Regions from separate parts of the Triticum aestivum genome. Here region 2 is linked to region 1. The links are chromatin contacts, called in public Hi-C maps. All regions are on one chromosome and are shown on one strand. Each heading gives the region's core, a stretch centred on a gene start, on an enhancer-like site or on the middle of the called end of the contact. The rest is flanking DNA. Distances are from core to core; before and after follow the strand shown. Region 1 holds the start of LOC123127719 (ubiquitin carboxyl-terminal hydrolase 19). Region 2 has its middle 15 kb from the start of LOC123127723.

Region 1 (5,551 bases), core at 1,613-4,112:
AAATTGCATAGAGCTAAGTTTTCAATCATGGAAAGGAAGCTACTCCATCCTACAAGCGCCGGGAGCAGTCTGCAGTCCAGCGATCAAACCACCTTGAGCGCATTCTACATTTTTATATGTGGTACAAATGTGCAATGTCTTGTATCGGAGAGGGAGATGAGCGAGAACAAGCGTTGACAGGTTCTTATGCCGGTAAACAGAAATTACATACTCCAGAGAGAGAGAGAGAGAGAGAGAGAGAGAGAGAGAGAGAGAGAGAGAGAGAGAGAGAGAGAGAGAGAGAGAGAGAGAGAGACTCTTAGCTAGTAATTAGAAAGGAGTGCGTGAAGAATAAAACCTTCAGTTTAGACTGTCCCGAAGAAGAGGCGGCTTCAACCCTAGCCTTCTTGGGAGCTGGTCTGCTGTTACTCTTGAAGGTAGAGAAAAACAAGCAAACTCCAATCATGACTCTATTTCATCTTAGTACAAAAGAAGAAACTGCTAGCAAAAGTTAATTAATCCTACGGTACTGTCCACCTTAGCATGGATCAAACATGCCAACTAAAAGATTAACACGGAAGTGTGACATTACACATACAAGTGGATCTCTACGCCCTCCCCACAAAATAAACGATCGTGTTCCAATGTTCAACATTGATCATAAAAATCTTGTGGAAAACTTCGCCCGTAGTCACACAAGGATCAGGTAGTGCTTTTAAACTGGAACGGAACAACAAGTATTATTTATCCACGCAAAAAAAAGGTATTTTGTATCACACAATCCACACATTATTGTACTACTTATTGACCAAATGAGAAGCCATTTTTCCGGAACAATAGCTAAGTCTGCCCTGATACTATCACTTGGATCTCAAACACTATCTATGATAATAAATCCAAATGTATTAATGAAATGTCAAAAAAATGATTATGTTTGAATGCACTGATATTCTGGATTGACTAAAAAAAGGATATTCGTCGGGTCTGAACGCCCGAGTTCAAGGCCTTGCTATAGCCAAAGGGGCAATAGGTCAGTTTTGTTTGGTAACATCTTTTTTCGATTGGATATGGACATTGCAAGTTATAAAAGTAATACTTGATTCTTGTGTGAGTACAGTATGATTTTTATCCTCAAAGTTGAACATTGGAACACTTGGGGTATTTTACATTTATTGTTAGAGGGTCTACATTTTTTATTTTTAGACTATAAGGAGGGCAAAAGGTTCCATTTCATTAACGAAACCAGAGCAAGCATAACAGCATGCAGAGCATGTTCATGAGGCTACTAACTAGAAAAAGAGCTCTAAAGTTCAAAGCACCTCCAACTACTTAATACAGTTGCACCAAACATGCATATAGCTAAGTTTTCAATACAAGGAAGGAAAGGAAGCTACTCCAGCCTACAAGCGCCAGGAGCAGTCTGCAGTCCAGCGATCAAACCACCTTGAGCGCATTCTACATTTTTATATGTAGTACAAATATGCAATGTCTTGTATCGGAGAGGGAGATGAGTGAGAACAAGGGTTGACAGGTTCTTATGCTGGTAAACAGAAAATTACATACTCCAGAGAGAGAGGGAGAGAGAGAGAGAGAGACAGACAGAATCAAGACTTTAAGCTAGTAATCAGAAAGGAGTGTGTGAAGAATAAAACCTTCAGATTATACTCTCCCGAAGAAGAGGTGGCTTGAACCCTAGCCTTCTTGGGAGCTGATCTGCTGTTACTCTTGAAGGTAGGAAAAAACAAACAAACTCCAATCATGACTCTATTTCATCTTAGTACAAAAGAAGAAACTGGTAACAAAAGTTAATTTATCCCATGGTTCTGTCCACATTAACATGGATCAAACATGTCAAATAAAAGATTAACACGGATCAAAGCCATGTGACATTGCGCATATATGTGGATCTCTACGCGCTCCCCTCGAAAAAAGGATCTTTACATCCTTCGGGGAGAAAAGTTGAAGAGCCAAGCTTAGCAGCGAAGCGTGCGACGCTCCAGAGGGCGAAATCATGTTATGGAGCTTAAAAATGTTTTGTTGTAATCGGCGGCGTAGTAGAAATTTCTTGGAAGAGACTGCCATCGGGGTTGGCGCTGCCAGATTTTGGACGAGCACAACCTTTCTCGCGTTGGAATGCTCTCAGCGCTTTTTTCTGGCTGGAAATGCCGAAACATCATTTTGGAGCACCACAAGACGAACAAATCAGACGCAAAAACGACTCGCAGAGCCAACTATAGGGAGCAGTAATTTACACTCCATCCAAATCAGGAAGGAGGGCTCGGAACGGCCCGAAAGGCGACGGCGGGGAAGGCTCGGCAGCCTGTGTAAGGCCGCTGAAGAAGCCAGGTCGCAAGTTTACTACTCCACGGCGGCAGAGTACTAATAACTGGAGTGTAAATTTGCAGTGAAAGCTATAGCTTGCCTCACGGCGGCAAGGTGCGAGAGAGCGGGAGTTGCCATCGACGCCCGGACCCGTGACCTTGTAGACGGGGCCTAAGCCGCCCTTTCCGTGGTAGTAGAAAGTTGAGATTTCTCCTTGCCCGCCCAGGGAGAAGGGTGCAGACCCAGCGGAGAAGTCAGGAGACGAAGGTGGCAGTGCCGGCGCCGACAGAGTGGCCGGGCGGAGTGGAGGAAGCACGCGACATCGCAGCGTTGGGCTTAGGTGGTGATGGACTGACAGCGCCGTCGATATAGTGGAGGTTTTTTTATTGCGGGAGGAGCGGAACAGGAGAAACTGGAGGAGAAGAGAGGCTTACCGGCGGGAGGGTTGGGTGTGGCGGCGGCGCCGCCGCGCTTATCTTTCCTCTTCTCCTTGTGGCGCTCAATCCCTCTCTGCTATTCTGATGCTTAACGATGCCTTGTAGCAGGCAATGCCGCAGTAGAGCGCGCCGGGGGGGGGGGGGGGGGCGCGGGGACCCTGTGTGGTCAAATCGCTGAAATTTTGGCTTACTTTTTTCTGAATGATAAAAGTAGGGTGACATCATGCTGATCTAAATCATCCCATGTTTTCGGGAACATGTGCAGCTATTCATAACTTTACGCGGCGCTGCACTAGATAGAGCTCATGTGCAGCTAGTCATAGATTACAGATGTATCCCATCCTCCTCATCTGATATTTTTCGTGAGTACCGTTAGTCTACAAAAACTGGGCGCATCAAATCTGGAAGATGGAAGTTCGTTACACGATCACACAAAGCAAACGAGCAACCCCTAAAAACAAAGCCGAAGGTTAAGACCTTGCTACAGAGAGCAGGCCTTTAATGGCTCGTCGGCGGATGCTAACCAAAACACTGGCGTGGCGAGCAGGCGGTTCGGTCATGCGCGCGCAAAACAAACCCAGCACCCGTGAACCCGTTCGCGGTGGAGGACACGAGGGCGCTCCCGAAGAAGCTCTCCGCCCCTTGCCATCCGAGGTTGGCTCAGATACAGGCTGCCTCCCCACCGTCTGCTCTGGGGTGGGGAGTGGGGACAACCGAGAGATGCATAGTCTGATCTGCCGGTCCATCCGGCGTGCGTGCTACAGGAGTTGGTCACACGCGTGCTCGTGTGTCCGGTAGTGAGGCTCCAACCTAGTCAACTTTAATTTTATGTAAGAGAAACTTTAATCAGACTCAAATGAACGGTAATTTTGTTTATTTTTTGTTTGTTTGGGTCGGCCAGACGGACACCCATATCTGCTTCCGTGTTTGAGTCAGCTCGTGCATCCAACGCTGGCCCGACCTATTTTTTTGTTCGCGTGAAAAGAATAGACCACCAATATTATGAAAATGAAAAAAAATATTAATTAAACGTTAATGCCGGCCACAAAGGCCGGCTAGAGTCCACGCGTCTACATTACATTAACTAACAAGGCTACTAGGCGGCGCGTTGCCTAGGCGTCGTCCTCTTCGCCGTCAGGGCCGGTGAAGTCGATCAGCGTTGGCGCCGGGCCGGCCCAAGGGAACATCGTGTTCCAGAGCCTGGCGATGTTGTACAACGGGGATTGTGCCGCCGCCTGCTGGGCAAGGCGCGCCTCCTCCTCTGCCTCACGACGCTCTTCGTCGGCGTCGCGTTCGAGCATTTCGAGGTACTCGTCCTCGCGGTGCTCCTTGGTCAGCCTTTGTTGGCGTCATTGCTCGAGGTACGCCTACTCCTGTGCCGGCGTTGCCCCCAACCACACCGGTGGCGCGCTGACCCACTCGCGCACTACCCCGGTCCAGGAGTAGCGCTCGATGCGGGTCGACTCCGGCTCCAGCTTGGCTGGGGATGGCGGGACCAGCGGCGGCACAACGCAGTCACGACCACGGACAGAGCCATGACCTCTGCCAGGCGCGCCTCGTACGCCGCATCCTCCTCCTCCTCCTCCCCCTCCTCTCTGCGCCGCTCCTCCTCGCTTTCCTATAGGACAGCCGCCAGGGCTACCTGGTAGGCGGCCTCCACCTCCTTGTCCTCATCGCTAACGACGAGGGGCGCTGGTCGGGAGCCATGCGAGACGTCACGGACGTCTGGCCTCCTCATGCTCGAAGGCGAACCAACGGGGCGGAGTCGAGCCGCTGCTCCGGTGTCAGTAGCGCCCGCCAACCCCGCGCCTCCTCCGCGTGCGCCCCCGCCGACCGCGGCGCCGCCGACACTGGGATCCTCTGATTCAAGTGCCAGTCGTGTGGCAGGGTGACATCGGTGTAGGGGAGAGGCACCCGGTTCTCCCAGTGCCATTTCGGCTGGTGCACTAGGAAGTTCACGCGCTGCCTTGACCGGCGGGAAGACGCCAGCGAGGACGGGGGAGGTGGGGAGAGGGGTGGCGGGCTCCTTGCCCTTGCCTTTGCTTGAGAAGAAACCCATCAGCAGGGGAGAGGGGTGGCTAGGGTTGCTGCCGCCGACGGGGGGGTAGAGGGTGACGAGATGGCGACCGAGATGGGGACGGGGGGCTTTTTGGAGCGGATAAGGATGCCCCCCTCCCCCCGCATGCTTGGATTAAAAAAGGCTGACTGTCGTCGCTGACGCGTGGGCTCAAAATGGGCGGTTATCATAAATTAAGCTAACCGTGATAGTTGGATGGCCGTCAGGTGGGGACACGGCGGACACCGAGAAGGCGTGCAAGGCATCCGCTTTGCGGTTGTGCCGACGCGTTTGCTGCCCAAATTTGAGTCGCAAATGCGTCGGCACGGACGCGAGAAGGATGCCTTTTGTGAATGGGTCGATGCGTTGGGCTTCCATTTTTATCCGCTCCGATTCAAACGGACAGTGATGGACAAAATGAGTACGTGCGTTGGAGTTGCTCTAACGGTTACACAATAAGTAAAAAACAACGGGTTGATCGTTGATCGCTAATTCTGCCCCCATGTCCCTGACGACGCAATGCCCGGCTATAATTCTAAGGGCCCGTTCGGGAACACTCCGGCTCCCAACTCCGTGGAGCTGAAGTGGCGGAGCGGAGCGGAGCACAGTTCATTTTGGTGGAGCTGCCATTCTGCCGCTTCGCATTTCAGCGCCGAGCGGAGCGGAACAGTTGGAGCGGTTCGTTGCCGAACATGCACTAAATCCCATGTATTTGCAGGCCCTTGTAGCAGGGAGCTCCAGAGCACGAAAGCAACCT
Region 2 (5,551 bases), core at 1,596-4,095, 600 kb after region 1:
TCACGACATCTCGCATTGTGTGAGGGTGTGAGGAAAATACGGTGGCCTTAGTGGCTTCTTGGGGAGCATTGTGCCTCCACACCGCTCCAACGGAGACGTACTTCCTCTCAAAGGGAAGGAACTTCGTCAACACATCCTCGTCTTCACCGTCTCCACTCTTGGTTATCTCGTGCCTTTATTTGAGCAAGCTTACTTGTTTCATATCTCTTGCTTGCTTGTGTACCTATCCTCGTTGCATCATATAGGTTGCTCACCTAGTTGCATATCTAGACAACCTACTTTGATGCAAAGTTTAAATTGTTAAAGAAAGCTAAAAATTATTAGTTGCCTATTCACCCCCCCTCTAGTCAACCATATCAATCCTTTCAACTACCAGTTCTGAAAAAAGGCCAGTTTAGACGATTTAAACACATTTATGACATGCGGGGCCCACCCGTCAGAGCTGATGTGGCGGCAAAGTCAACTCCGTTTATTTTGACCGTTACGTTGACTGTTATTACAAGTGGGGCCCACCTGTCAGCATCACTCTTCTTCTTCCTCCTCCTCTCTCTCTTTGCCATTTCCTCGAACACTTGTTGTGCACCAGGGCTTGAGCTTCGAACACCTCCATGACGACACCCCGGCGCAACACCTCCCTAGCATTGGTTGGGGACTGGAACGGCGGCGCAACCACGGCGACTGGAACTATGGAAGCGGCCGCCGAAGCTGACAGAATTTCCTCCGAGGCCCTTGGCGCCACCACCGGACGCAGCTCCTCGACGACGGCCTCCTTGAGGATCTTGTGCTCGAGCAACTCGGGGCGCGGGCAAGACTCACGGTCATGCAGCTCCTCGACGAGGCGCGCAAGCTTGGCGGCGCCCGGCGTCGTGGCCGCGCGCGCCGGCTACACCTGCACGGAGTACGGGAGGTGGGCGACGAGGAGCCCCAGGAGCTCATGTGGAAGCTCGGACCAAGGCAGAGCCTCCTCCAGCTCCTCGACAAGGCGCACGAGTTCGGCGGCGTCCGGCACCGTGGCCGTGTGGGCCGGCTGCACTTGCATGGAGGAGCAGGAGGCGGGCGACGAAGCACCCCAGGAGCTCATGTGGGAGCTCGAACCAAGGCGAGTATTAGCTAGGTTGGTTCGTGCATGCCGGTGGCGGTTGTCGCCGGCAGAGGTGACCTCGTCGGAGTGACGCGAGGGGGAGAGGTGGTCGCCGGAGTGGTTGGGCAGCTCGGGCTCTCCCTTTCCAGACAGGATCGAGGCATGAGGAGAGGTGAGCGCCGGCAGCGGAGGATGGCGGAGGTAGCTCGCGGGTGCACACAAGGTGTTTGAGGGAATGGCAAAGAGAGAAAGGAGGAGAAGGAAGAAGAAGAGTGATGCTGACAGGTGGACCCCACTTGTAATAACGGTCAATGTAACGGTCAAAGTAAACAGAATTGACTTTGCCACCACGTCAGCCCTGATGGGTGGGTCCCGCATGTCATAAACGTGTCTAAATCGTCTAAGCGGATCATTTTTCAAAAGTGGTAGTTTTTAGTCACAAAATTAAAAAAAATTAGTAGTTATCGATCATTTTTTTTAAATGGTAGTTTTGTGGGACGGTAACTCCTAATATGATATTTTTTTTTGTCAAATACCACATTATGTTCTGTGGGACGGAGGAGCAGAAGAGAGAACGAATATTCCTCCTGAACTGGGGGCAGGGATGGAATCAAGTTCGTAGAGTGCTCTGGGGTGCGTGCAATAGGGGTAGCGATAGACATTGGTTGGAGCGAGGCAAGGATTCCTTTTAGAGCGCTGCTACGCAGACGACGATGCGCGAACGATTTGTGCACGACGCTGCACATCAGGTCGTCCATGCATGTCATCGAAGTCCAGTGAACGGCTGGATGTGGCATCGTCCAACTGTCGTGCGATCGATCCATCGTCTGCACAGCATTTCCGTTCCTTTTAGCAGGATTTTCTTGGAGAAAAAAAACTGGAAAAGAGGACATGGATTAAGGATACCGTCAAACATCGCCCTCAACATCTGTTGATTGCGGGCCACTCTCGCTTAATGGCGAGGTTATCTAGTGCTGATGCTTCTACAGGTGTACAGTACGTGTTTGAGTGGCAACTGGGGCCCATTAACCAATGATGCAGCCCTAATAATACAGCTGGAAAATTCAAGCAACCAAACGTTTTAACCAAAGAACGATCCAGGAAAATATGATATGACTGAGGGTGAAACAGAGCACCAGGCCATAGTACACACAAAATAGCATTCACAGTCAGCAACACGACATATGACTTCTGTTGCTCCATTTGAAGTTTCTGAGTGCAGGAGTAAGCATGGACTATTTACGTTTTACATTCAGTTCAACAGGTAAGATTTTTTTTTTTTTTTTTTGCAATTCGTTCATCAGGTAAGACAGCCTTCTAGAAAAGATCTGCGTCGACGGGTACGTCTAGTGTGTGTATACAAGACAAGAGGAGATTGCGCTGCAACCACCAGATTAAAATACGAGGGAATCTGGCTGGGTGGTAGCTAATGACATTGTTGTCCGTCTGCTAACAAAAACAAGGTTGTTTATTGCAACTTGACTCTGTTGATCTGCCTCGTCTGGTGGCTGGTGGGGGGACGCGAGACACCTCGACGCAGACGGCTTTAATTCGGTGGGGCCCGCCTCGGGCGGAGGATTAATGGCGATAAGCAGATGCGCCAATGCCCGACTGGCCATGTGAGTGAGTGGGCCAACAGTAACGGCCCCATTCGTAACGGCCTTTCGGGGAGCCCTGCGGCCGTCCCGCGCGGACCCTTTCCGGGCGCCCAAAGCACGGCCGGGCGCCACCACCAATCGCGGGCCGGCACGTCGGTGTCCGTGACGGGTCTGAGCCAATAGGGCGAGCCCACGCGTCCGCGACGGTGGCCGCGTGTGACGGGCCGTCTTGTCCCGTCCCGGCCGTCCCCGTCGCGGCGATTTAACGGTGACGGCGAGGCGTTTGATACGAGCGGGCAATTATATAAGCCGTGCCGTACGTACGTGGCCGGTGCGCCTGTCCCGGCCGGTTTTGCTTTTGTGAGTCGTACGGCAGCGTGGTGCGGCTGGAGCGCTAGGCAAGGGTAGTGTGGTGGACTGATCGTGGCCTGAAAAGGCGGTGCGGTGGACGGGCGAGCGCATATTCTTGCGTGAACTATATGGATGTGCACGTATCTTCTCAGACATGTGAGGGTGCTTTCGTTCTTTACGCCACCGACGCGGTCGCATAGCTTTGAGAGGACAGTAGTGGCAAATGTGTAAAAGTAGTAAAACTAACGATCGCGGCTTATTACGCTCGGCGGAGGAGCAGTAGCCTTGTTGTAATATTCATCGATGATCAGCTTATTAAAAATTACTAATTAGGAGTATAACCGTCGTTGTTAAGAAGAGGACAATGTTTGGTCCCTGGCTGGGCACCTTCTGTGTATCCTGTCCTCCAAGCAACCAGATAGCTGTCTCCAAGCTGTGGTTCAAGCTTATCCGCCAACCAAATGCATTTTAGTTGCCTCACAAAGGGTCGCAATCGAGTACCGCACACCAGAACCATCGATTTGCTTAGACTGACGTAAGGCATGACGCACGCACTTTAAGTTTTAGACAGCTAGTGACGGTTAACCTAACTCATGCTAGCGCTACATGCATCTGTGACAAGCAGCGCTAAATGTCCGCGGACACTTCGGATGTGTTCACCGGCTGAGTTGGCGGTGTTCACATATCGTGCGAATTCTCTCAAACTCCCCCTATTTGCTATCAATTTATGAGATTTTGAACTCCTTCTATGTGTACAAACATTGAATGACATGTTTTGGTGATCCGCATTAGAGACTAGCCACAATGGGTAATAACATAAAGTAGTAACATGGGCATGTTACTACTCTATGTTACTACATCTATAGTGGGGAGTAACATATGTGTGATAACATGCAACACTTTATTTATTAGGCTATAGACTCATCTTGCCTTGATATGTGTGATATTACTCATACTAGTAGTAAATAGCTATGTTATCACACGGCTCTTTATCTTTATTTATTGCTTGCCACATCATCTATTTTATCTAGATATGTGTGATGTTACTACCTATATTACTTTCATTGTGGGTAGTCTTAGTTCAGCTCATGGAAGCGTGTATCAAGAAACAAAAACACATGCACATGCACAACTTTCAAACACTAGTAAGCATGCACATGAAATTCACGTGCATCAACAAGATGAGACATCGTTTCTAAAAAAAAAAGACGAGACTTCATCTTTGCCTGGCTTGGGAAAGATACATAGACTTGGTGAATGGTGATGCCTCCCCCTATCCTGATGAAGCATGAAAATGTACCCAAAGAAATAGCTGCAAGCGGCGTGAGCTGCTCGACCTGTTTGTTGGAACCAATTGTTTTTTCCTTTTCTTTTCTGATGTTGATTTACAAATATGATTTAGGTACCTGTGTTGTGAGTTTGAGTTTTGTGTTGGACAAGTATAGTACATCATAAGCAAGTTGTAATAAAATGGATATACTTCATAGCTAACTGCCACCTGAGTTTTCTAAGATTTTTCTTGTACACAGGGTTTACATGATGTTGCCAATTAAATATAATGACAATCATCTAGTTGATGTATAAAAGCAAAATTCAAAACAATTTGGTGAAGCCTATTGGGTGTTAACCAATAAAAGACAAGACGAATTTCCATGTATGCCAACATCAGCTAGACATCCGCTTATTTTAGTTGAGATTACAAGGGATGACCTTTACAATCATGTCTCCACTCTCCACTTGAGAACAGTAGTTTCTAAGGAAAAAAGTATAACAAACAAACATATATTCAGCTAAGAAGCAATGCATTAGAAGTGAGTCATTTGATAGCAACATGTAGTGCATATACTTGGAAATGCATGTTGACATACCATTGAAAGGAACAAATCAATTTTATGGTTTAAACATATATTTAAAGCACAGGCATGTATTACCGTTCTATCCTGACACCGGAGCTTCTTGGGCACGAGCTCGTCTGGAGACTTCCAAGATGACAGATGGCTACACAGTTTGGTTGGCCCCAAATATGGGTACAACAGCGAAGGTGGCGTCGACAATGGATACTCTTATCCGTATAACCTATGCAGATATTTTCAGTCAGAATATTTCTTCAAGCTGGTACAACCTACAGATACTTTAAATGCATTTCACCGTTAGCAATACTGCCACTCTAGGTATTTATTATTCAAACGGGGAACACTCCCCTGGTCCAAAAAGAGAAATAGATGCATCTAGATTATTATTTTTCATCTGCATTTAAATAAGGGAAATAACTACATGCTAAACATGCCAGGGAAACTATAAATGTTTCCAGCAGCTTCTAATATATGAGAAATACAAGGAGAAGCAAGAGCACCAACATTGATCTGAGACCTTATAACAAGCATGAAATATACACCTAGTACATAATTCACCATGTGCTTATCACGATGGCAATAAAAGGTTAATGACAGTAAAAATGGAAGTTGACCTCTCTCTGGATCATCAAATAAAGATAAAACGTTTGCCCATCGGTGTACATAAA

Evidence for each region. Hi-C and Micro-C count contacts between places; a contact is called where the count stands out from the background.
Region 2: a Hi-C map of leaf shows a contact between it and region 1, with 4 times the contacts expected there. The contact joins the enhancer-like site here to the promoter of LOC123127719 in region 1. A contact is called at or near these places in 2 of 5 Hi-C or Micro-C datasets (both in leaf).

What each region holds. Positions count from the first base shown.
Region 1 is chr6A:422,242,875-422,248,425 of IWGSC CS RefSeq v2.1, forward strand. It overlaps LOC123127719 (ubiquitin carboxyl-terminal hydrolase 19), which reads right to left and starts at 2,863. Exons shown (of 16, transcript XM_044547535.1): 1 at 2,736-2,863; 2 at 1,632-1,703; 3 at 338-409.
Region 2 is chr6A:422,842,891-422,848,441 of IWGSC CS RefSeq v2.1, forward strand. No RefSeq gene overlaps it. Among protein-coding and RNA genes, the nearest start is that of LOC123127723, 15 kb to the left of the region's middle. Within about 2 kb of position 2,846, at least 8 of the 8 cell types and tissues checked have an H3K27ac peak or open chromatin away from gene starts, as enhancers often do. A contact at or near this core is called in leaf, where this site is marked.